Regions from separate parts of the Mus musculus genome. Here all the other regions are linked to region 1. The links are chromatin contacts, called in public ChIA-PET and promoter capture Hi-C maps. All regions are on one chromosome and are shown on one strand. Each heading gives the region's core, a stretch centred on a gene start, on an enhancer-like site or on the middle of the called end of the contact. The rest is flanking DNA. Distances are from core to core; before and after follow the strand shown.

Region 1 (2,700 bases), core at 72-2,571:
GCTCATCCTGCCTCAGCGTCCCAAGGGATGGGATCACAGCTGTACAGTACAATGCCTTACAGCAAACATCCTCCTTGTTGTCTCTAAGGTGTTAGTTTCTCCTTCAAATAGGACCACAGTAAGGTCTATTAACTGTCACCAGCAAGATCACAGCTGAGCCTGAGTGAATTCAGGCGCCAGCAGTCAACACCACGAATCACCAAGCCCTCCACTCTTCAAGGGGGCTACATCACAGCTGGGCTGGGTACAGTGGTGGGGTCTGTAACCCCAGCAATGAGAGACTGTAGCAGGAACATGAGTTTGATATGACTCTAGGCCACACAGGAAGACCCTATCTTTAAAAGAAAAAATAATGTTGGGTATAGTAGTAAGTCTGTCATCCTAGTATTTGGGGTCAGAGCCTGGAGGATCAGGAGTTCAAAGTCAGCCTCTTATACATGAGATCCTGTCTCCAAAGCAGGCATTTGGGGCTGGAGTTGTGTTGGCAGAGTCCCTGCCTGGCATGCACCAAGCTCTTAGTTCCATCCCTGGTGCTGTATAAATGGGCTTGACTGTGCACACCTGCCATCCCAGCATTAGCAGTGAAGGCATTCGGATGAAGCCTTCAAGATCACCCACAGTATAGAGTTTGAGCTAGGACCCATCAGACACTGTCTCAAAGCAACAACAAAACACAGAAGGAGTTAGACCCGACTTCCTGAGTTCTCCCACTCCTTATGTTAACACTGCAACCTGCTAGGCGATGGGAGGTTCCACTTAGCAACTGTCGCTCACGTCTACCAAACTGCACAGGTGTTTAATCCCTGTACATAAAGAGAAAGACACCAAAGCTTTGGCAGGGAAACTAAGACATCTGCTCTAGAGGCCCTTGCTAGCTGTCCAGGTTGGGGATGAGATGGAAAGAGCCACCGGGTGGGTGGCCTAAGTGTCCTGGGCCTCTCCCCTGTCCCACTCTGTGCTTCGGGGACATCAGCCGGGTTTCTGCAGTCAGCTTCCTGAGGTTGGAAGATACACAGGCCTCAGCGTTCCCGACTATAATCAGGGACGATAGCAGGAGGCCTGCAACTTGCTATGTAGACCATGCAGAACTGTGTAACGTGAATTCAAACATGCTTCGGCCTAATGCTAGACACCGACATTACCGAGGGCTGGGATCTGACCTATAGGTCTCTACGGTCCCAACGCCTCTCAACACTAGGCTTGGGCTCCAAGGTCCCCGCAGCGCCAGCTCGGAGCCCAGGACTACGCCACTCTCCCGACCGCAAGGGCTTCACTCACCCGCCAGCGCCGCCATCTTGGCCTCGGCCTTCAGACAACCTCTGCGGTCCGTCCTCCAAAGAGTTCCGGTTCTAGTCCAACGCCCAAATAGACACCAGCGGAAACCCGCACCACAAGCCGAGTGGTTCTGACCCGCTTTATACCTGTGGTCGCGTCCGCGCAGAGTGCGCCACGGTCGTCCTGTGACAAACAGGAAACAGCGACAAAATAAAGAACTTCCACTTTATTCAGTATTAGGGAATGAAAAAGTCGCTGTGGTCGTCCCTGGGTGGGCTCGAACCACCAACCTTTCGGTTAACAGCCGAACGCGCTAACCGATTGCGCCACAGAGACGACATTAGTCAGCTGCTTATAGTATAACCCTACAAGGTTTGACAGACAAATTGTGAAGTGCGCTTGCGCGCTAAAGCAATGGCACGGGGCGGAGGGAGGGTGTTACCGACAAACAGCGCGTCGCCGAAATAGCTCAGTTGGGAGAGCGTTAGACTGAAGATCTAAAGGTCCCTGGTTCGATCCCGGGTTTCGGCAAGTGTTTTTAACTCATTGATGAACCTGTCTTCCGTTTTTGAGATTTTTGATTCGTTTTGAACCACAGTCTTGAATTAGTCCAATCCAATGTTGAACTTTTACGTTCTATTTACATATTAGCAATCAGTCCTGCATTCTTCCAATTAATAGGTCTAAAGCCATTACTGACTATGAAATGTAAAAGTATCGGGGTGAATTGTTTACACACCTGTCAGACTAGCACCCCAGAGAAGCAGGAGGATGTGTACGAGGACAAGTTCTTCCTCTCAAAAAGCCAAAATTATTATTGTTGTTGGTAATGATGTTGTTAAGTAACTTTTTTTTTTTTTTCTTTTTTGGTTTTTCGAGACAGGGTTTCTCTGTATAGTCCTGGCTGTCCTGGAACTCACTCTGTAAACCAGGCTGGCCTTGAACTCAGAAATTCACCTGCCTCTGCCTCCCAAAGGTAACATTTTTTTAAAATGGCTCAGCAGAGCATTGGTTCCTCTTTCAAAAGAATGGGAATTCAATTCCCAGCATCCCATAACCTTCTAAAACTCCAATTCATGGGTCTCTGATGGCTCTTTTGATCTCTCCAGGCACCAGGCATGCATGCAGTCAAAACACCCACACATAAAATAATAAAGTAAAATGAATAAATGTAGGTGGTTAGTGAGCACTCTCTCCTATCACGCAGAAGACCCTGGTTCCACCTCGGCACCACATAAACAAGGCATGTGTGGCGTGCCTGTCATTCCAGCCCTGGGGAGGTTGAGGCAGGAGAGTTAGGAGTCCTTGGCTAGACAGCAAACTCAAGGCCAACCATGATAATGAGAATGATAAAGGTCTGAACTGGTTCAGTGGATAAAAGCAGTTGACTGCTGCTAGACCTGAGTTAGATCTCTAGATCCCACA
Region 2 (2,700 bases), core at 200-2,699, 680 kb before region 1:
GACAGTTCTGTTGGAGGGAGAAAAAGAAGGGTTTAGTGGGAGTTCTAGGAGTTAGGTAGGGAGCCTCTGTTCAGCGCCAGGGGCCCTACTGGGGAAAAACAGGCTGGCTCAAAATAGCTGCCAGGGTGACTAGGCAGCCCACGGGACATGCCAAGCATGGCTGGGCACTGAGCTGGTGCTGGACCAGCCAGCCCAGCTATGTTGACAAACACGGGACCCAGGTGACCAGGACGGGTGGGTGGGGCGGGGAGAGAGAGAGACAGAGACGTGGGGGGGGGGAGGGCTCACCGTGACCAGGAGGCAGTGCAGGTCTCGGGCTTCGGTTGTGCCCAATGTCTCCGCCGGCTCCCCCAGGAGCTGCGCCAGCCTCTGCATGCCTGATACCCGGACGATGTCAATGTCATTGTCGCAGCAGAACGACTGGATCAGGGTGAAGTGAATCTGCAGAGCGATATCATCCTCCTCTTCTTCGTCTATGGCCAGGAGGCACAAGACCACGCTGTCGGGGTCCCTGCAGGAGAGAAGGAGTGTCAGGGGGTCGTCAGACCAGGAGCGGGTGTCACCGTGCACGGGGTGGGATAGGGGGATATGAGCTCCAGGAACCGCAGGCGGGAAGGGTGGACAAGACCCATCGTGCATCAGGAGTGTATATAAGAACAGCCCCCCAGCCGCAGTACTGCACGGGTGCTGGGGTGGCCGACTATGCAAATACTGATGGCGGTGGGGGAGGAAGCACATAGTCCAAAGTTACTGGGGTTGCCTTGTCAAAACAAAAAACACAAAACCTCAAACTTGCGAAGTCAGGGTTCTGCAGCGACTCTCTTTCCTCCTCCCCAAAAAAAATTCTCTGAGAAATGTCGCCCTCCACTCCCCAAAACCGAGAGCGCTGGGAAAGTCCCCCAAAGCCCCGAGCCCTATAGGGATGTTGGAGCGCGCGTGCATCAGAGGGGCGCCCCCACCCACGCCCGAGAAAGGGGGGTGCTGACTCACACATTCATCAGTTTGGCCGCCTCGTACACCCCCACGGTGAGGCGATCCTGACGCTGCGCGGCCACCAGCAGCTGCTCCACCGCGGCAGTCACCGCCTGCATCCTAAAAGGCCAAATGGGGAGATTAGCCGATGACAGCCCCGCAGACCTCAGGCGGCGGGCGAGAAGACCTCAGCCTCTGTTGTACTCACTTCTGAACCGCGTTGTCGCTCGCCACCAGCTCTTCCAGGGTCATGATGCAGTCACACTCCACAGCGGACCCCCACGGAAGATCCCCAAGAGCAAAGTACAAGTCCAGATACGAACCCAAGAGGCAAAAAAACCTTCCCGTGCGACCAGAAGTGTCGGAGGCCTTCCGGAGGCGGTGGGACTTCCCTTCCCAAGAAAAAAGTAGGGGTAAAAAGAAGATTGCAAAATCCCCCTCGAAATTAATCCAAGAAGACAGAGATGAACGCAGACCCAGGGTTGCTGCGGAGTGAGCGCGCGGGCGCTGCGAGCGGTTTATATGACTTCCCGGGTGGAGGCGTGGCCACTGGAGGCATGCGCTTTCCACCCATTGGTAGATGCACAAAGGGCCGAGTATCCCGCGCTGAGATTGGCTGGAGATGGAAAGGGCGGAGCTCGGAGCTCCGGCGGCCCCACGTGGGGGTCAGGGCTGGGAGGAGCGTGAACGCCAGCAGCGGCGACAGCTAGAAAAGCCAGAGAGCTCTAGAGAGAGAGCTCTAGAGAGAAAAAAAAAAAAAAAAAAAAAAAAAAAAAAACCACAGAAGTTTCTCTCCTGATTTCCCGGCAGCCGCGCTACGCAGGCCGCGCGCGGGGTTTCCAGCGCGAGAGGCTGGCCTGAACTTTCGGGGAGGGCTGTCTGGAATCCCCTCGCTGTCCCCGGAGAGTCCCTAGCCTTTCCCAAGCTCTGAAAGAAGGGATGTGCATGCGCCAGGAGGCTTACTAAGTGTTCTGCCGGCCTTGTAGAGTTGGAGAGTGTTTAAATAACGTCTAGGGTATACAGTAAACGTTTGGTAAGTTTGAGGACGGTGGGATCCTCTCCCCAAAGTGAGAACTACCAAGGCACCCTAGCATCGCCAGCACGAAGGTGCTTTGAGAACGCTCAGCCCTCTAAGGCCAGGGTCGCGGGAGGAGAGGCACACAGGAAGCTTCCTAGTGGTCGTGGTAGGTGGCTTGGCGGTGCCCCAGGGGTCCTGGCTGCAGAGCACTAAGGGATCGCAGGGGGAGAGATCCGGAACCCTTTCTCCCTCCTCCCGGCACCCCGAGAATTTCACGTGTGCACGGGAGGCGCAGGTGAAGAGCCCTCCAGACGCTCTGCGGAGTGACCCTGCCCCCTGCCGGCTGCCTCACCGTCTATCCTCAGATCGATTCGCCACACTTAACCCCTGAGGGGGAAGCCAAGTGGCAAAACCCGAAGGGTACTGACCCGGGGAGAGGTGACTGAAAGGCAGCCGCTCTTATGTCCCTGGCATTTTTGTAGTGCGTAGCATGAAGCACAAGCCCCTTCTTCCACGCGTGTCATTTATCTTTCCAAGATTTGTCAGGCAAAGGAATTGATATCTGCATTATGCAAAATGGAAACTGAGGCTTCCAAGGGCGTTCCAAGCCACAGCTTGAGGGCTGGTAGTCGACAGCAAGGACACGAGCGAGGCAGATAGACCCGCGTGGGATTCTCCCACGGTGCACGGGGGCTCCCGGTGAATCACCC
Region 3 (2,778 bases), core at 188-2,687, 550 kb before region 1:
AGCACTGACTGCTCCTCCAGAGGTCCTGAGTTCAAATCCCAGCAATGATGTGGTGGTTCACAAACATCTGTAATGGAACCCGATGCCCTCTTCTGGTGTGTATCTAAAGACAGCTACAGTGTACTCATTATAAATAAATAAATCTTAGAAAAGCAAAACAAAACTGGGGCCTGGGTGAGCACACTGCTTGCTCTGTGGATGGGGCACCAAGCTCTGCAAACGCCCACCAACAGTTCCCAACCCCAGGAAACACAGAAAACGTAGGGCGTGGTGGTGTACACTTCTCATCCCATTTCTTTATCCAAGGTAGGAAGATGGTTAGGTTAGTGTTAGAGACCAAACCGGGCTGTGCAGTGAGATCCTATCTCAGATAAAAGAAAAAAGGGTGGCGGTAGGCTCCAGGGACTCTGATATCCCTTTCTGGACCCTATGGGTACCCCACTCACACACAAAGCTCCACACAGACACATTAAAACAAAATCTTTAAAAACGCGGGGAAGGGCATTTATCTGCTTGCTGACTACTGCTGCAACACGACCACCACGGCAGACCGCACCTTCATACCATCAGCCAAAATAAACCCTCGATTCCTTAAAACCAATCAAAACAGCCAAGTGTGGTGGCTCATGCTGTAAGTCCCACTATGCGAGAGAAGGCAGAGGCATGGCAATGTCTGTGAACTGGAAATCGGCCAAGTTTCCACACCGAGTTGCAGGTCAGCCCCAGTTAAGCAGTGAGACCCTGTCTGAAATAAATGAAAAGTTGTGCCGATGACTGGAGGGGCTCACACGTGAAACTTGGGACAGGAGGCCAGGACGCAGGGACGGGAGATGCGCAACCTCACGGACTACCGTAAGATTACCGATGAACGATCAATAAGGACAGAGACGTGGTATATGTTAAGGTAATGGTCTGGGAGGAGGCCTGGTCCCAGGACAAATCCCTTTTATGTGCAGATACCGTTATCTTTCAATCCCAGCAAGGGACCTGCTCCGGTGGACAGGAGCAGTGGTCGCCAGGGCCCCGATTAACGAAGGTGGAAACGGAAACAACCAAGGAGGTCAAAATACACGCCGAGACGCCACTCGGACACCCCGAACCACCCTGGAGGCCACAGAAGCGCCACCCAAGCCAGCAATCACGCGGCGACCCAACGGGCCTCGCGAGAGCGCGCTCTCCCGGCGGGCGCGCGCCGATCCTGAGGCAAGAGGGCGGCCGCTGCCTCTCCCCGTCCCGCCCCCGGGCTTTCGCTCCCACCTTCAAGCCTCCCCGACGGAGCAGCCGCCACCGACAAACTGTGCAGCTCCTCACCAACGCTAAGGCCTCGCTATCCGGGTTTAATCTCCGCCAAGGCCGCGGTTTCGCCGCGCGCGTGCGCACGACCGACGAAGCGATCCCTTCCGGGAGCAAAGGCGTCGGCGTTTCGTGTGTGCGCAGGCCCAGCGGATGGACTTCCGTCTTCGGTAGGCGGGAGAGAAAGGAGCGTCGGGGCGCAGAGTGCGCGTGCTCACTGCAGCGACCGCACAGTTTCGCTCCGCCCTAAGTCTAGCGGCGCCGGCTATCGTGACAAGAGGAAAGCGTTAGGGTTCACCGGCCCAGGAAGGCGCTTCGCTCATCGTGGAGTGCTCTGAGTCTAACTTACACCTCACGCTTAGTATGTCTGGCGGTTATTTAAGGACGGGCCATCTCCTTCCCGTCTGACTCTGTTCAACCGCGCAGACCCATAAATTAGGGCCGCGCAACCAGCCCAACAACGCGCAGGCGCAGTAACCGGGTTGGGACTTCCGAGATCGCTCTCTGAGACTTTTGTGGCGCTGGCTGCGGCTTCGGGGAGGACGGCGGCCGAGAGGCAGGGCGCGTGTTGGTTCGCGCGGATCCGTGCGGCGGGATGCGGTACAACGAGAAAGAGTTGCAGGCGCTGTCCCGACAGCCGGCAGAGATGGCGGCCGAGCTGGGCATGCGGGGCCCCAAGAAGGGCAGCGGTGAGCCAGTCGGGGCTGCGGCTGGGGCACTTGGGCGGGCCGGCGCGGTTCCTGGGTGGGCGAATGAGAACAGTTCCGCGCTGACACCGCCCTGTGCCTACAGTGGCCAAGCGGCGACTGGTGAAGCTGGTGGTCAACTTCCTCTTTTACTTCCGCCCGGACGAGGCCGAGGTAGGGGCGTGGGGGGCGCGGGGGACCCGCGCGGCCCGGAGGCCGGCGCTCATGGCCGTGTCTCGCGCAGCCCCTCGGAGCCCTGTTGCTGGAGCGCTGCAGAGTGGCCCAGGAAGAACCGGGCGGCTTCTCCATCAGTAAGTTTCCATCCCGGACTCTGCTCCGCACACCCGATCCTTTTTACTCCCTTAGGAGCCTACGTTTGTCCTGGATCCCGCGTCCGCTGGTGGCCCAGGACTGGCCCAGCTATCACTCAGAGTGCCCACTGGGTCTGGTTCTCGCTTAGTTTCTTCTCCGACCCCTCTGCCCGTTCCCAACTGAGAGAGGTGCAGTCTGCGAACGTGGGGTGTATAGCAGGAACAGTCTCTGCCGCCCTCTCTGCCACGGGTAGGGTACGGGCAGGCTTTAAGGCCTGTCTCAGCCTTCTTCCCTAACGAGAACTTTACAGTATCTTGTAGAGATTTGGGCATCATGTCTACCTATATTATCCAGTGGGGTTCTTTATCTGTACCCCTCTTTTCTCCTTCTTGCACGAGTGCACACGTGTTTTGGGGTGTGAGTATGCCAGTAAGGCCAGAGGGAAACTTGAGTAGTTGGTTCTCATCTTCCACTATGTAGGTCTCCA
Region 4 (2,819 bases), core at 48-2,547, 650 kb before region 1:
ACGCCTCCCATCCTAAGACTGAAGGGGACAGGCAAACCGTGGGCGTTGTGCCTTCAGGAGCAAAGGCTGCAGGTTCCCAGCCAGTGACTGCTCACATGAGTGTGGCCACACTAGCTATGCTCCTGGCCTCTCCTGTATGAATACTGTGTGGCCCCTCTGTGCCCCACCTCGATGGCAAGGCCTGGAAACTTGCTTCCCTGCAACTTAGTGCCAGGAGCCAGCCAGTTTCACCTGTCACCTCCCCACCACTGACACATGGTATTTTTTTAAAGAATATTTATTTTTTTACATCGGTCAGTAACGCAGCTCACTGGGATGATGCTCTGGGGGTTCAGGCCTGGAGCTGCCACAACTGGCAGCTTCCTTTACTGAGCTAGGGCGAGTTCTTTCTCTCTCCTGGCACAGCTGATGGTAGGAAGAGTCCAGGCCTAGTCTTCCCCCAAGGCAAGAGCTCTTGGCCACAGGATGCCACCACTGCCACCAACCTCCAGAACCCACCAGCCACCTCCTGCTTCTAGATACCTCCGTTTTCTTTGTGACCGGCGTTGGATCCTGGATAGTTATGGCTGGCTGCAGTCACTGCGCAGCTCTGCTGCCTTGCCCACAGGGCAGGTGTACTCTGCACTGGAGCTAGCTTCCTTGTATTTGAGGAGCAGGTCTAGAGTAATCTGCAGGTCCTCAGGGGTCTGTTTCTGGCCCTGGCTAGGTGAGATGGTTACCGGAGTGGCACTGCTGCTGGGGAGCCGCCGGCACTGCGCACATCGCTCAGCTCTACAGATTGTTTCTTTTATAAGATGCATGCCAAACGTGTGTTCCACCTTTTCTTTTACGCCTATGATTTGTAATATACATTTTACAACTGGAAACTTTTGTATACTCAAATAAACATTGACTTTAACTGCAGCCTCAGAGTAGATCTTCAGATTAAGATAGGAGCAGCAGGCTGGTAAGATGGCTCAGTGGGTAAGAGCACCGGACTGCTCTTCCGAAGGTCCGAAGTTCAAATACCAGCAACCACATGGTGGCTCACAACCATCCGTATAACTTTAAAAAAAAAACATATTAAAAAAAAAAAAAAAAAGCAGCGAGGATTTTATATTGTACGCATGCGCAGCGGGGAGGTCCAGGACAAAATGACCCTGGTCCAGCCCTTGCCAGGGCGTCAAAAGTCAGTGGGCTCACGCGGGAAGTTGCACAGCCTTCTGGGAATTGTGGTTCGGGTTTCCTTCCTTTCTAGAAGCCAAAGGACAGTGCTTAGGGACGGCGCGCACAGCCTTGTGGGAGCAGGAGTTTGCAGTTTCCCATAGAGCCTCCGAGGTCAGAGTGCACGGCGCGCACGGGTTTGTGGGAGGTGTAGTTTAACTTGTTTCCATGGTGACTCAGGCCGCAGCTTTGTCAGACTGCTGACGACGCGCGCTGCCTTGTGGGAATCGACTCAGCCTCTGTTTCCCGTGGTGCCCCGGCTTGGCTTCCGGGGCGTATGGTCGGTGTGCGCGACCGTGGCCCGGTTGACTGAGCAGCCATGGACAGCGGCTTCGGCTCGGATTTTGGCGGCACGGGTGGCGGGAAGCTGGACCCGGGGGCCATTATGGAGCAGGTGAAAGTGCAGATCGCCGTGGCCAACGCGCAGGAGCTGCTCCAGGTGCGGGGCGCGCCGGGGTTGGTGGCGGGGTTCCCCGGGTGAGTCCCCGCTGAGACCTCGCGTGTGTCCACAGAGAATGACGGACAAGTGTTTCCGGAAGTGCATCGGGAAGCCCGGGGGCTCCTTGGATAACTCGGAGCAGGTGAGACATCTCGGGAACCCGGGGTGGTGAGGGGCGCGGGGTCAGGAGCGTCTAGGAGGTTGAGAGATGTGCGCGTGCGCGGCCTCTAGCCTTAGCTACTGAGGAAGTTGTGCGCGTGCGCGGGGTGAGGACCCGGCTTCTGTGCCTAGATCGGTGCAGCCTTCATGGGTGATCCTCGGGTCGTGTGACCGTCAGTCAGGGATCCCCCTCCACGCTTTGCAGAAATGCATCGCCATGTGCATGGACCGCTACATGGACGCCTGGAATACCGTGTCCCGCGCCTACAACTCTCGACTGCAGCGGGAACGAGCCAACATGTGACCGGGACCTGTGCCTCGGGACACCGTGCTTATGGTCTGAACTGTTTTCCCTGCCAGTTAGGGTGTCTCCTCCTAGCCGCCCTGAAGTCTGGCAGCATGGAGGGCTTGGGGATCGAGGCCTCTCCCCTGGGTTGCTGCGTCCAGCTCAATCTCAGAAGAGAGTGAGGACCCGACAGAGCACAGGGATCTGGCTGGCCCCACTGACCTGTGACCTCAGGAGAGCAGGCCAATAAATCGCTGCTGGGGCAGTAAAGCAGGCGTGTCACCTCACTGCTTCAGGTCCCTTCCCCTGAGTAGGCCCAGACCTCCCAGGGTATCTTTCCCCTTGGGGTCAGTGGGCTGCTGGCTCTCAGGGAATTCGGAGCATGATCTCAGGTGTTTGGTCATCCCGGGGAGACCAGCCGAGGTTAAGAAGCAAGGCTTCATGTAGCCTTCACCTATCATGCATGAGGCCCAGGGTGCTGACCTTAACTCTGAATAAACCAAGTGTGGTGCACACCTGTCTGCCCAGCACTTGAGGGTGGGTTAAGTGTGGAGGCAAGAGGATTGGTACATGAGATTTGGTCAATTTGGTCAGTCCCACCAAAACATAAGCACCAAAGGAGCCAAGTTGGAGACATGCCCTGCTCCTGGAGACTCGTGGCTTTGACAGAGGTTCTGAGCCAGTAGGAGAAAGGACTCTGTTTATTGGAACAATATACACAGTCACAGCTAG
Region 5 (2,838 bases), core at 17-2,516, 770 kb before region 1:
TAGGGTCTGGGGACAGCCTGGATGGGATGTGCCAGGGAAGAACACTGAAGAAAGGTTCTGGGCTTTCTCTGAATATAAAGTGCAGTGTTTGTGTGTGTTTGTGTGTGTGAGCACACGTGCATGTGTGTGCCTGTCTGTGCATGTCTGTGGTGGGGGCATTCATATGTGTGTGCATGTATGTGTGTGGATGTGTGTGTGGATGATAGCCAGGTTCCTTCAGGAATGACAAGAGTCCAGGGAGCCGAGCCAGTAGATTGTCTGTCACAGAATGTCAGTCCACACCAGAATCCTGAGGTCACCCACCCAGGGGCTGCACTGGTCTTTCCCTGGGATGGCTGTTACCTGCAGGGATGTTCCAGATGTCTCTGAGGTCACCAAGAAAACTTGTAGAGAATGCAGACCCATGGGCTGGGGCTTCCAGCATGAGTCCCTGGTGCCACTGCCCCCACTGGAGAGTCAAAGTCATCCTCTCCTGCATGGTGAGTTCAAGGCCAGCCTGGGCGGTTTACTGTGACCCTGTCTTAAAATATATATATATGGCTGAAGTTATAACCCAAGCCAAGTACTGCAAAAGCCAAAAAAAAACCCAAGTAACAGAGAGAATAGAAAAAACCGGAGATGAACATCAGAATACAGAAATGATAAACAAGCAAATAAAAAATCAGTATTTCCTCACTATCCTGGGTCTCTGCTCGGGATTCAAACTCGTTCCTTGAAAACCACAAGGGAGCTTCCTGTCCCTGGCTCCCATGGGGTTTTTTGACTGGACCTTGCTGTTCTGTTAGATCTGGGCTGAGATGGGGAGTTTGATCGGTGTTTTCTTACTGCTAAAATGATGCTCAGCGGAAGATGAATATTATCACAATATGGGATACAAATGTATGCAAACGTCATAATGAAACTCATTATACCATACAATAAATACACACCAATAAAATAAACTCGAAAATCCAAACAAAACAAAGCCTGACTTAGTACATGCCTAACGTTAAGCAGCTTCTCCTCAGAGAGGCCCCTTTGATTGCACCATTGATTGCCAATCTTTAGACGCATAACCCCGCCCTCCAGCTAGTGAATGGCCCGTGGAGACGCCATTCCTGGGTTTGGCCCGCCCACTCGAGCCCGAAGCCCCGCCCTGCCCCCAAGGCTAAGCCTACCAGACTGTCGGCCCTAGGCTCCTCCTCTGGACCAACCTCCGCCACCTTGGCTTCTGATTGGTCCGAATGCTACAGAGGCTCCGCCCTCATCGCGGGAGACCCCGCCCCATGGAAGAGCCCTCTCTAGGCCCCGCGGTGCGTTCGGCTGTGCGGCTGCTGAGACACTGGCTGGAGGCAGGTGAGCTCCGCATGCTGAAGAGACTCGGGGTGTATCGGGGAGGAGTGGGCTGCCTCAGAGAGGACGGGGGCAGCCCAGAGAAGTGGGGTGAAGTCAGACAAGAGTGGGGTGCAGTCAGAGAGAGTTGGGGTGCAGTCAAAGAGGAGTGGGGTGCAATCAGGGAGGAATGGGTGGCAATCAGTTATGGAGGAGTGGGGTGCAGTCAATTAGGGAGGAGTGGGGTACAGTCATACAAGACTGAGTTTGGTGCAGTCAGATACGTATTGGGTAAGGTGACAGGAGTGTGGTGTAGTCAGGGGAGTGGCGTACAGTCAGGAGAAGTGGGGTACAATAAGGGAGGAGTGAAGTGAAGTCAGACAACAGTGGGATACAGACAGAGAAGAATGGAGTTCAGTCATGGAGAAGAGGGGTGCAGTCAGGGAGGAGTGGGGTGCAGTCAAGGAGGAGTGGGGCACTACCTGTTTGCTGTTTGGTTGCACACAGTACCAACACCTTGGAGACAAAGACATAGAGCAGGGGGAAGGTACCTGTGTGTCCCTCTCAGGGACTCAGGGTACATAGGCTTAGATCTTGGGGTGCACAAGGCTCCAGTGTTGACTGACTGTTTCAGAAACTTCCTGTGGGAGTGTTAGGGGCAATAGTGTTAAGGTGTGTGGGCAGCTCTCCACTGCGGGGGTGGGATGGGGTGGGGGTAGGGGCGAGGTGGGAGAGAGGGTGACGGTGGCTGGCTGGGGGACCTCTTGTTATAGCACTGAAACTGTTGCCAGGTGTCAGGGAACCAGGCACCAAGTTCACCGGTTTGCAGCTGCAGACAGGTCTAGTGCTCTCAGTGGCTTTGGGACTCTGCTTTGATCTGTTAGCTGCTGTCCCTCAGTCCTCAGTCCCCCCTACCTCCTCATGAGGGCAGGGCAGCTAGCCCTGGGTAGGCTCCCTGCAGTATCTGCCAGGGAAGATATGTGTTAAGGCCATTCTGGTGCAAGCTGTCACAGAAAGACTATGAGGAACCCCCCTTGACTCCCACCATCCTGGGGTGCAAATGAGAATCTCTACCCCGGTGGTGGCAGGCGTGCTCTCCCAGTCCTTAGGAAACTGAGGCAGAAAAATGGAAAATTTGAGGCTAGCTTAGGCTACATAGTGAGTTCCAGGACAGCCACGACTGCAGAGTGAGACACTGTCTCAAAAACACCACAGTCAGCTTGCAGTTTAGTGTAAGATTGTCTCTGAACTTGGGTGACTCTGCTGTGCAGGGAACACTGGGTAACATCTAGGGACATGTGTAACTTTCTCAAATCAGGGAGGAGGTCCTGGCATGCAGTGTGGAGCCTAAGACTGCACAGTGCCTTGCAGGGCCCATAGTGTCCCACAGACAATGAACAGGCCCAGTGTCCACAGCCCAGAGGTGTGAAAAACTGCCTGAGATCTATGCAGCCAGGTTGGAAGGATGTGGACTGGGATAGAGCCCGGGGTGGAGAACCTGCCTAGAATCCCCCAGTGAGGCACTAG
Region 6 (2,795 bases), core at 205-2,704, 610 kb before region 1:
AGCCAGGGGAGTTCCTCCATCAAAAGAGAAAAGAAAAAAAAAAAGACAAGGAGAAACCAGAATAGCCTTGGTGGACGGCACCTGCACAAAGAGGGCAGTTTCCAGAGGACAGTGGCCTGCTAAATATGATGTAGAGCCCTGGCCCACTGGCCAGATGCAGCAAGCCCTGACACACTTTCAAAAGCTCATGCTCAGCCAAGAACAGGATGTGGGGATAAAAGCAGCCAAAGAGAGATGTTGGCCACATGGTGGAGAGCCCAGGAACCACATGTGTGAGGAATGCCTTAAAGCTTAGCCAATCAAGGAGGCACATGCCAGCCAGTTGTGGCAGCACCGGGGAGGCTGAGGCAGAGCTGCAAGCCCACCGCCAGCCTGGGCCATACAGGGAGACCCTGTCACAAAAGTCTGTAATCTCAAAAAGGAAAAGAAAAAGTATTTTTAAAAATGACCTGGGCTCTTGTTTCACAAGACAAGAGCGTACACAGTAGCAGGACGCACTGGCCACCCTTCAAACCGGCCCAAGACCCAAGGATGCAACACTCCAGGATCTGGGACTGAAGGCTGGAGCCACAAAGACAAAACAAGAAAGGACTCTACTAAGCCAGGAGTTGCGATGCGGCGCGTGAGATAACTAGGCCGGTGTTTTGCTTTGAGTTCCAGGTTAGCCAAGCCTCACCGGGTGCACAGGGACAGCCAGGGCAACATGGGAAGTCAGAGCCCAGCCTGGACTGCAGAGCGAGCTGGAGGCCAGCCTGAGCTGCGGAGCAAGTTGGAGGGCAGCCTGGACTGCAGAGTGAGTGTGAAGCCAACATGGGTTACATAGTGAGTTCAAGGCTAGCCTGGACTACGCCGAGTTCGAGACCAGCATGCCACCTCTCTCAGAAAGCAAAGCACACCAGAAGCCAGCCTCCTGCCAGGGCGCACCCCGCGCACACCTGAGGCGTCCCAGCAGAAGCTCGTCCCCAGCGTTCTGCACCGACCCTGAGGTGGGGACCCCCTTCCGCCCAAGGTCACAGAACAGAAGCCGGGGTGCCGGGCTGCATGCACCTCGGGGGCCGCGCTGGACGCCCCGGGGATGGAGCGCGGGAACTCGCCCCATTCTGCAAAAGGGGAAACTGAGGCTGGCAGGAACAGCGGCGGCGGCGGTTGGGGCCCCGGGGCGCAGGGCGGGCTAAGCCCCGCCAGAAGTCTGCGGTGGCAATGAGCGAGTGGACCGCAAGGTCAAGGGCACGGTCAGGAGTTGGGGGGCCGGGCCGATCGGCCGTGGCGCTCACCTGGGCCGCGAGTAGCAGCAAAGCTGCGGCCAGCCGCGCCGCGGCCATGTCCGCCGGTCCCCCCGCAGCTCTAGGCGGAAGGTTTCCTGGCAACGCCTTCGGGACGCCGCAACGTGCTTGCGCCGAGGCTGCGCGTGCGCAAAGGCCTCCGCGTTAGAAAAGGGCGGGGCGGCGCCTGCGCAGAGCGACGTGAGGCGACAAGATGGCGGTGAGCATGTCTAGATCGTGGAAAGCAGGGCCGCGGGATCGAGGGTCTGTGGAAGCGAGAGCAGAAAGACTGAAAGGAGAGTGACGGACGCCCTAGAGTAGGGAGACAGGGTGCTGAAGGATGGGAGCCACGTGGGACTGCAGACGGAAGCCATGGGTACAGACCAGGTGACATGAAAAACAGACGACCGACATGAGGATGCAGACGCGGAACGTGGGGGTTGCAGACCAGGCAGACAGGGGTGCGTACAGGAAACAGTGCAGATGGGGTATCCAGGGATGCAGATGAGGACGTGGGCATGCAGACAGAAATGCAGACTCGGGCATAGCATTCAATTAGGCAGACACTGGAGGTGAGGATGCACCCAGGGTTCTGGGAGCCTGAGTTGGAAAGGAGTCCCTGGGTGCCATGCCCAGGCTACAGGGATATGGGGAGGCTGGACCTCTCTCCTCAGCGCCCCACCTCCCAGCAGGACAAAGAGAAAAAGAAGAAAGAAAGCATCTTGGACCTCTCCAAGTACATCGATAAGACCATTCGGGTGAAGTTCCAGGGTGGCCGGGAAGGTGAGTGCCTACCGCAGGGCTCCCTGACACAGAGCTTGGCTGAGGTCACAGCAAGCAAGGGAAGCCACCTAGTACAGGCGTTCCAATAATGGCTTGGGCTATTGTGTACCATTGAAAGGTATGCCCCTATTGTGGGTGGGGAAACAGAGCCCCAGGAAAGGAGTCAAGTGAGATTAGCACCCAGACCAGTATGGATGGATCCTGAAGGAAGGGGCCAGGACCCACGAGGAGGTGGAAGGAGGTGATAGGAAGCCCTGTTCTTAAGCACCTGGACACAGCAGGAACCTGGAAGGTTTCCCAATGAAAGGATTGAAAGTTCCAGGCCAGTTTAAGTTATGTAGCAAGATCTGTCTCCAAGAATCAACCATGGGTGGGGCTGTATGTCTGTGGGTAGATTGCTGGTTTAGCATGCATAAAGCCCTGAGTTCTATTCCCAACCCCGTGTAAACCTGGCGTGGTTGTATAAGCCTGGCATTCCAACACTAGGGGTAAGACAGGAGGATCAGGCTGCCTAGTGAGTCTGAGACCAGCTTGGGCACATGAGACCCTGGGGGGGGGGGGGGAGACTGTTTCAGATTGCATGGATGGGTGACAATAAAGTTTTATGGACACTATATAGCACCTTCCATACTGGAAAGAAGAGGGTTGGAGTCACAGTGACTAGGCCACCACACTTACTTACTCATGAGTTCTGTGGTGGCAACTGTTCCTGAGCTGCCATACCAGGTTCTATATGTGTTACGGGGTGGA
Region 7 (2,814 bases), core at 35-2,534, 560 kb after region 1:
GAGGCTTCACTGATTCAGCACATTCCCAGAGCCTCAGGGACCCTGTGGCTTGGCTCGTCCCCTAGAGCTGGGGTTACAGGCATGAGACACAGCTCTACAGTGAGTTGTAGGCCATCTGTACCTCAGGATGGTAGCACAGCCTCTCATTGACCAAACTCAAGAAGCGGGTATTTACTTATAAATTCCAGGCCAGCCAGGGCTACATGGCAATACCTTTACAAAAAGAAAGTCATGTGTGGTAGCCACACACCTCTAATGTCAGTGCTCAGGAGGCTCTGTAGCACAGATGGCCTCAAACTCACTGGAGAGCAAGGGTTTGAGCAAGGGTTTGAATTCCTGGTCTTCCACCTCCAGTGCTAGGATGACAGGTGTGCTCTACCATGCCTGGTGGAATGGAGTATGGAGCCCAGGTTTTCTGTACACCAGGCATATGCCCCAACTTAAGCTATATCCTTAACCCCATTTTGTTTCCTCTGATAGGTCTCACTCTAACTGAACTCATGGCAATCCTCCTGCCTCAGACCCCTCAAATACTGAGCTCAGAGGCCTGTCACCAGGCTACGTGGTTTTCTTTCTTTTTTTTTTTGAGACAGGGTTTCTCTGTATAGCTCTGGGGGTCCTGGAACTCACTTTGTAGACCAGGCTGGCCTCGAACTCAGAAATCCGCCTGCCTCTGCCTCCCAAGTGCTGGGATTAAAGACGCGCGCCACCGCGCCCGGCTCTACGCTGTTTTTACTCAGGGTTCTGAATCATCTGCTAGTTTCCCTGTACGTAATGCCTCCCATCCACAGCCCTCTGGATACCCGGCTCTGGGCCTCAGTTTCCCCCGAATGCTCACCTGCCCACAGTGTTTTCAGGGCCAGCAGTAGCAGCAGGGACCAGCAGACCTCCATCCTGGCACAGGATCAGTGGTCCCTGGGGGAAAGGGTTCCCCACTCTCTCTTCCTGTGGGGACAGGTGGCCTTCCCAGTACCACCCACCTTGCACAAGTGTCAACTCCTCCTACTTCACACCCTGCTGTGTGGTTTTAGAAAGCAATTCTGCTGTCAAAGCTGCCCCCTGCCTGGGGGGCAGCAACTATAGCCCAGTGATGCTCATTCTGGTGATTAGCACCAGGTAAACACTGGGTCTGTCTCAATGGACCTCAACCCCCACAGAGGATGACTCACAGGGTCAGTTCTCTCCTTGAGCCGTGTAGGTCCTGTGCTAGGCTTGGTGGCAGGCCTCTACCCACTGAGCCTTACTGCTGGCCCTGCAACTTTGTACATAAGGCTGGCTGCAAATTATACGGGTAGAGGAAGGCCTGAACTAACGCCTTTCCAACAACTTGTCCTTCTCTCATCAGTTATAAGCAGCACAGGTTCCATGAAGTGCTATTCAGTAGAGTACAGCTTTGTTCTGGAGACTGGAACTCTGGAGAGTTAACAGGCCCACGCAATGAAAGTGACACTTTCTTTTCCTTTCTTTACATGGCACCCAATGCTATTTCAGCACTGGGTCACTGTAGCCACCCTGCACAGCATGATGTGGTCAGAGCATCACTCAGCCTGTCCTTCCTGTGGGGAGTCACCAGGCTGCCTGCCACAGGGACTCCTCAGGCAGGCACTGGAGTTCCCAGGGCTGAAGAAGTGCCCAGGACACAAGGACTGCTGGGATACTAGTCCTCTGCACGCCTCAGGACCCAGGCCTTCTGACTGCAGGATGGAGGCGGACACAGACAGCCACAGTGCCAGATGCAGGAAGGTGGGATCTGCAGGCAGCAAGTTGCTTCTGGGCCTGGGGCCCCTGTACAATCCTGAGCCTTAACAGTCACTATCTCTTCCTGCCCATCCCACGGCCTTGGCCGGGCTACCCAGGTGGCCCTCAGTACCGAGTGCCACCGGCGTCCTAGGTGATTCTCTCAGCTTCTCAGAAAGCTATTTTATTTTATTTCACACACACCAAAAGCAGAGAGGAGACTGTGGTGCTGGCCTTCCTTGGGCTGGGCTGGAGTCTCTGGCTCCCCACCAGGCAGTCGGTCCCCAGCCTCCCAGGCTTGTCATCATCTGAAAGCTGAGTGGGGTGTTTGCCCTGCACCACAGCTCTTCTCCAAAGCCGAGGAAAACCCATGGGGAATACGGGGTAAGAGGACCTAAGGATCATGGGATGGGAGCCCACATGGAACCTCGGTGAGGTAGTCTGTCGCCTGAGGCCCACACGGGTCCTGCTGAGGTAAAATTTGTAAGTTTATTTCAGGGACGTGGGTCAGGACTCTTCGGTGCCAGAGTCATCCTCTTCATCCCCAAAGCAGCTGTCGGCCTCCTCCACTTCGCCGTCCTCATAGTAGTCGTCGTAGAAGAGGTCCGAGCCCTCGTCGGGCGCCGGCGCCTTGGTCTTCACGCAGTACTCGGCCAGCGTAGTGGGCACCTTCACACCATCGCGCTCCGCGTCCACCTTGGTCCCCAGGACCTGCTTCCTGGGGAGACAGGGCAGGTGAGGCCAAGGCCCAGGACAATGGGATTCCAAGAATAGACACTGAATGGAGGGCAGGGAGCAGGTGGGAGGGAATAAAGGGCGTGGGGACAAGGAGTGGCCAGTTCCCAGCAGGAAGGTAACCACAGCTGGCTGTGGGAAACAGGTTTGTCACTTAGTACTTGGAGGCTGAGGCAGGAGGCCTGCTGAGTCTCAGGGTGGCTTCAGCTGTAATAGGATCTGTCTTATGACAACAGTCATTAAAAAAAAAAAAAAAAGTGGAGGTGATGCAGTCAGAGTGTTTGTTGTGTAAGCACAAGGACCCAAGGCCAGCTCCCAGCACCACAGAAACAGCTGGGCACA

The links. Promoter capture Hi-C pulls out the DNA fragments that hold promoters and counts their contacts. ChIA-PET counts read pairs in DNA pulled down with a chosen protein or histone mark.
Region 2: an RNA polymerase II ChIA-PET map of memory CD8 T cells shows a contact between it and region 1, with 56 read pairs. The contact joins the promoter of Gadd45b here to the promoter of Ndufs7 in region 1. A contact is called at or near these places in 4 of 39 promoter capture datasets (embryonic stem cells, liver and maxillary cranial neural crest), 1 of 115 datasets of contacts at active chromatin or transcription factors (memory CD8 T cells) and 2 of 9 other capture datasets (adipose tissue and liver).
Region 3: an RNA polymerase II ChIA-PET map of memory CD8 T cells shows a contact between it and region 1, with 42 read pairs. The contact joins the promoter of Plekhj1 here to the promoter of Ndufs7 in region 1. A contact is called at or near these places in 3 of 39 promoter capture datasets (liver, neutrophils and pre-B cells), 1 of 484 Hi-C or Micro-C datasets (natural killer cells), 2 of 115 datasets of contacts at active chromatin or transcription factors (memory CD8 T cells and microglia) and 1 of 9 other capture datasets (adipose tissue).
Region 4: a promoter capture Hi-C map of neural stem cells shows a contact between it and region 1. The contact joins the promoter of Timm13 here to the promoter of Ndufs7 in region 1. A contact is called at or near these places in 3 of 39 promoter capture datasets (liver, neural stem cells and pre-B cells).
Region 5: a promoter capture Hi-C map of pre-B cells shows a contact between it and region 1, with 4 times the contacts expected there. The contact joins the promoter of Gng7 here to the promoter of Ndufs7 in region 1. A contact is called at or near these places in 4 of 39 promoter capture datasets (cranial neural crest, liver, neutrophils and 1 more) and 1 of 115 datasets of contacts at active chromatin or transcription factors (bone marrow-derived macrophages).
Region 6: a contact with region 1 is called in a promoter capture Hi-C map of pre-B cells, with 3 times the contacts expected there. The contact joins the promoter of Lsm7 here to the promoter of Ndufs7 in region 1. A contact is called at or near these places in 3 of 39 promoter capture datasets (liver, maxillary cranial neural crest and pre-B cells), 2 of 115 datasets of contacts at active chromatin or transcription factors (memory CD8 T cells and pancreatic cancer cells) and 1 of 9 other capture datasets (liver).
Region 7: a promoter capture Hi-C map of pre-B cells shows a contact between it and region 1, with 6 times the contacts expected there. The contact joins the promoter of Gzmm here to the promoter of Ndufs7 in region 1. A contact is called at or near these places in 1 of 39 promoter capture datasets (pre-B cells) and 1 of 115 datasets of contacts at active chromatin or transcription factors (memory CD8 T cells).

What each region holds. Positions count from the first base shown.
Region 1 is chr10:80,248,070-80,250,769 of GRCm38.p6, reverse strand. Ndufs7 (NADH:ubiquinone oxidoreductase core subunit S7) reads right to left here and starts at 1,321. Exons shown (of 8, transcript NM_029272.4): 1 at 1,279-1,321. The coding sequence starts at 1,294. n-TFgaa3 (a tRNA gene) reads left to right here and starts at 1,734; the gene lies at 1,734-1,806. It overlaps n-TNgtt7 (a tRNA gene), which reads right to left and starts at 1,611; the gene lies at 1,538-1,611.
Region 2 is chr10:80,928,840-80,931,539 of GRCm38.p6, reverse strand. Gadd45b (growth arrest and DNA-damage-inducible 45 beta) reads right to left here and starts at 1,449. Exons shown (of 4, transcript NM_008655.1): 1 at 1,181-1,449; 2 at 991-1,092; 3 at 289-511; 4 at 1-7. The coding sequence starts at 1,224.
Region 3 is chr10:80,797,285-80,800,062 of GRCm38.p6, reverse strand. Plekhj1 (pleckstrin homology domain containing, family J member 1) reads left to right here and starts at 1,437. Exons shown (of 6, transcript NM_023900.2): 1 at 1,437-1,982; 2 at 2,086-2,153; 3 at 2,224-2,290. The coding sequence starts at 1,889. It overlaps Sf3a2 (splicing factor 3a, subunit 2), which reads right to left and starts at 1,328. Exons shown (of 9, transcript NM_013651.4): 1 at 1,258-1,328.
Region 4 is chr10:80,899,447-80,902,265 of GRCm38.p6, reverse strand. It overlaps Timm13 (translocase of inner mitochondrial membrane 13), which reads left to right and starts at 1,297. Exons shown (of 3, transcript NM_013895.4): 1 at 1,297-1,642; 2 at 1,716-1,784; 3 at 2,007-2,816. The coding sequence starts at 1,523. The coding sequence ends at 2,105. It overlaps Lmnb2 (lamin B2), which reads left to right. Exons shown (of 12, transcript NM_010722.5): 12 at 1-903. Tmprss9 (transmembrane protease, serine 9) reads right to left here. Exons shown (of 18, transcript NM_001081688.2): 18 at 2,772-2,819.
Region 5 is chr10:81,013,353-81,016,190 of GRCm38.p6, reverse strand. It overlaps Gng7 (guanine nucleotide binding protein (G protein), gamma 7), which reads left to right and starts at 1,266. Exons shown (of 4, transcript NM_010319.3): 1 at 1,266-1,335.
Region 6 is chr10:80,853,868-80,856,662 of GRCm38.p6, reverse strand. It overlaps Lsm7 (LSM7 homolog, U6 small nuclear RNA and mRNA degradation associated), which reads left to right and starts at 1,454. Exons shown (of 4, transcript NM_025349.2): 1 at 1,454-1,482; 2 at 1,955-2,045. The coding sequence starts at 1,477. It overlaps Sppl2b (signal peptide peptidase like 2B), which reads right to left and starts at 1,388. Exons shown (of 15, transcript NM_175195.3): 1 at 1,275-1,388. The coding sequence starts at 1,322.
Region 7 is chr10:79,687,490-79,690,303 of GRCm38.p6, reverse strand. It overlaps Gzmm (granzyme M (lymphocyte met-ase 1)), which reads right to left and starts at 1,284. Exons shown (of 5, transcript NM_008504.3): 1 at 839-1,284. The coding sequence starts at 893. Cdc34 (cell division cycle 34) reads right to left here. Exons shown (of 5, transcript NM_177613.2): 5 at 1,906-2,455. The coding sequence ends at 2,245.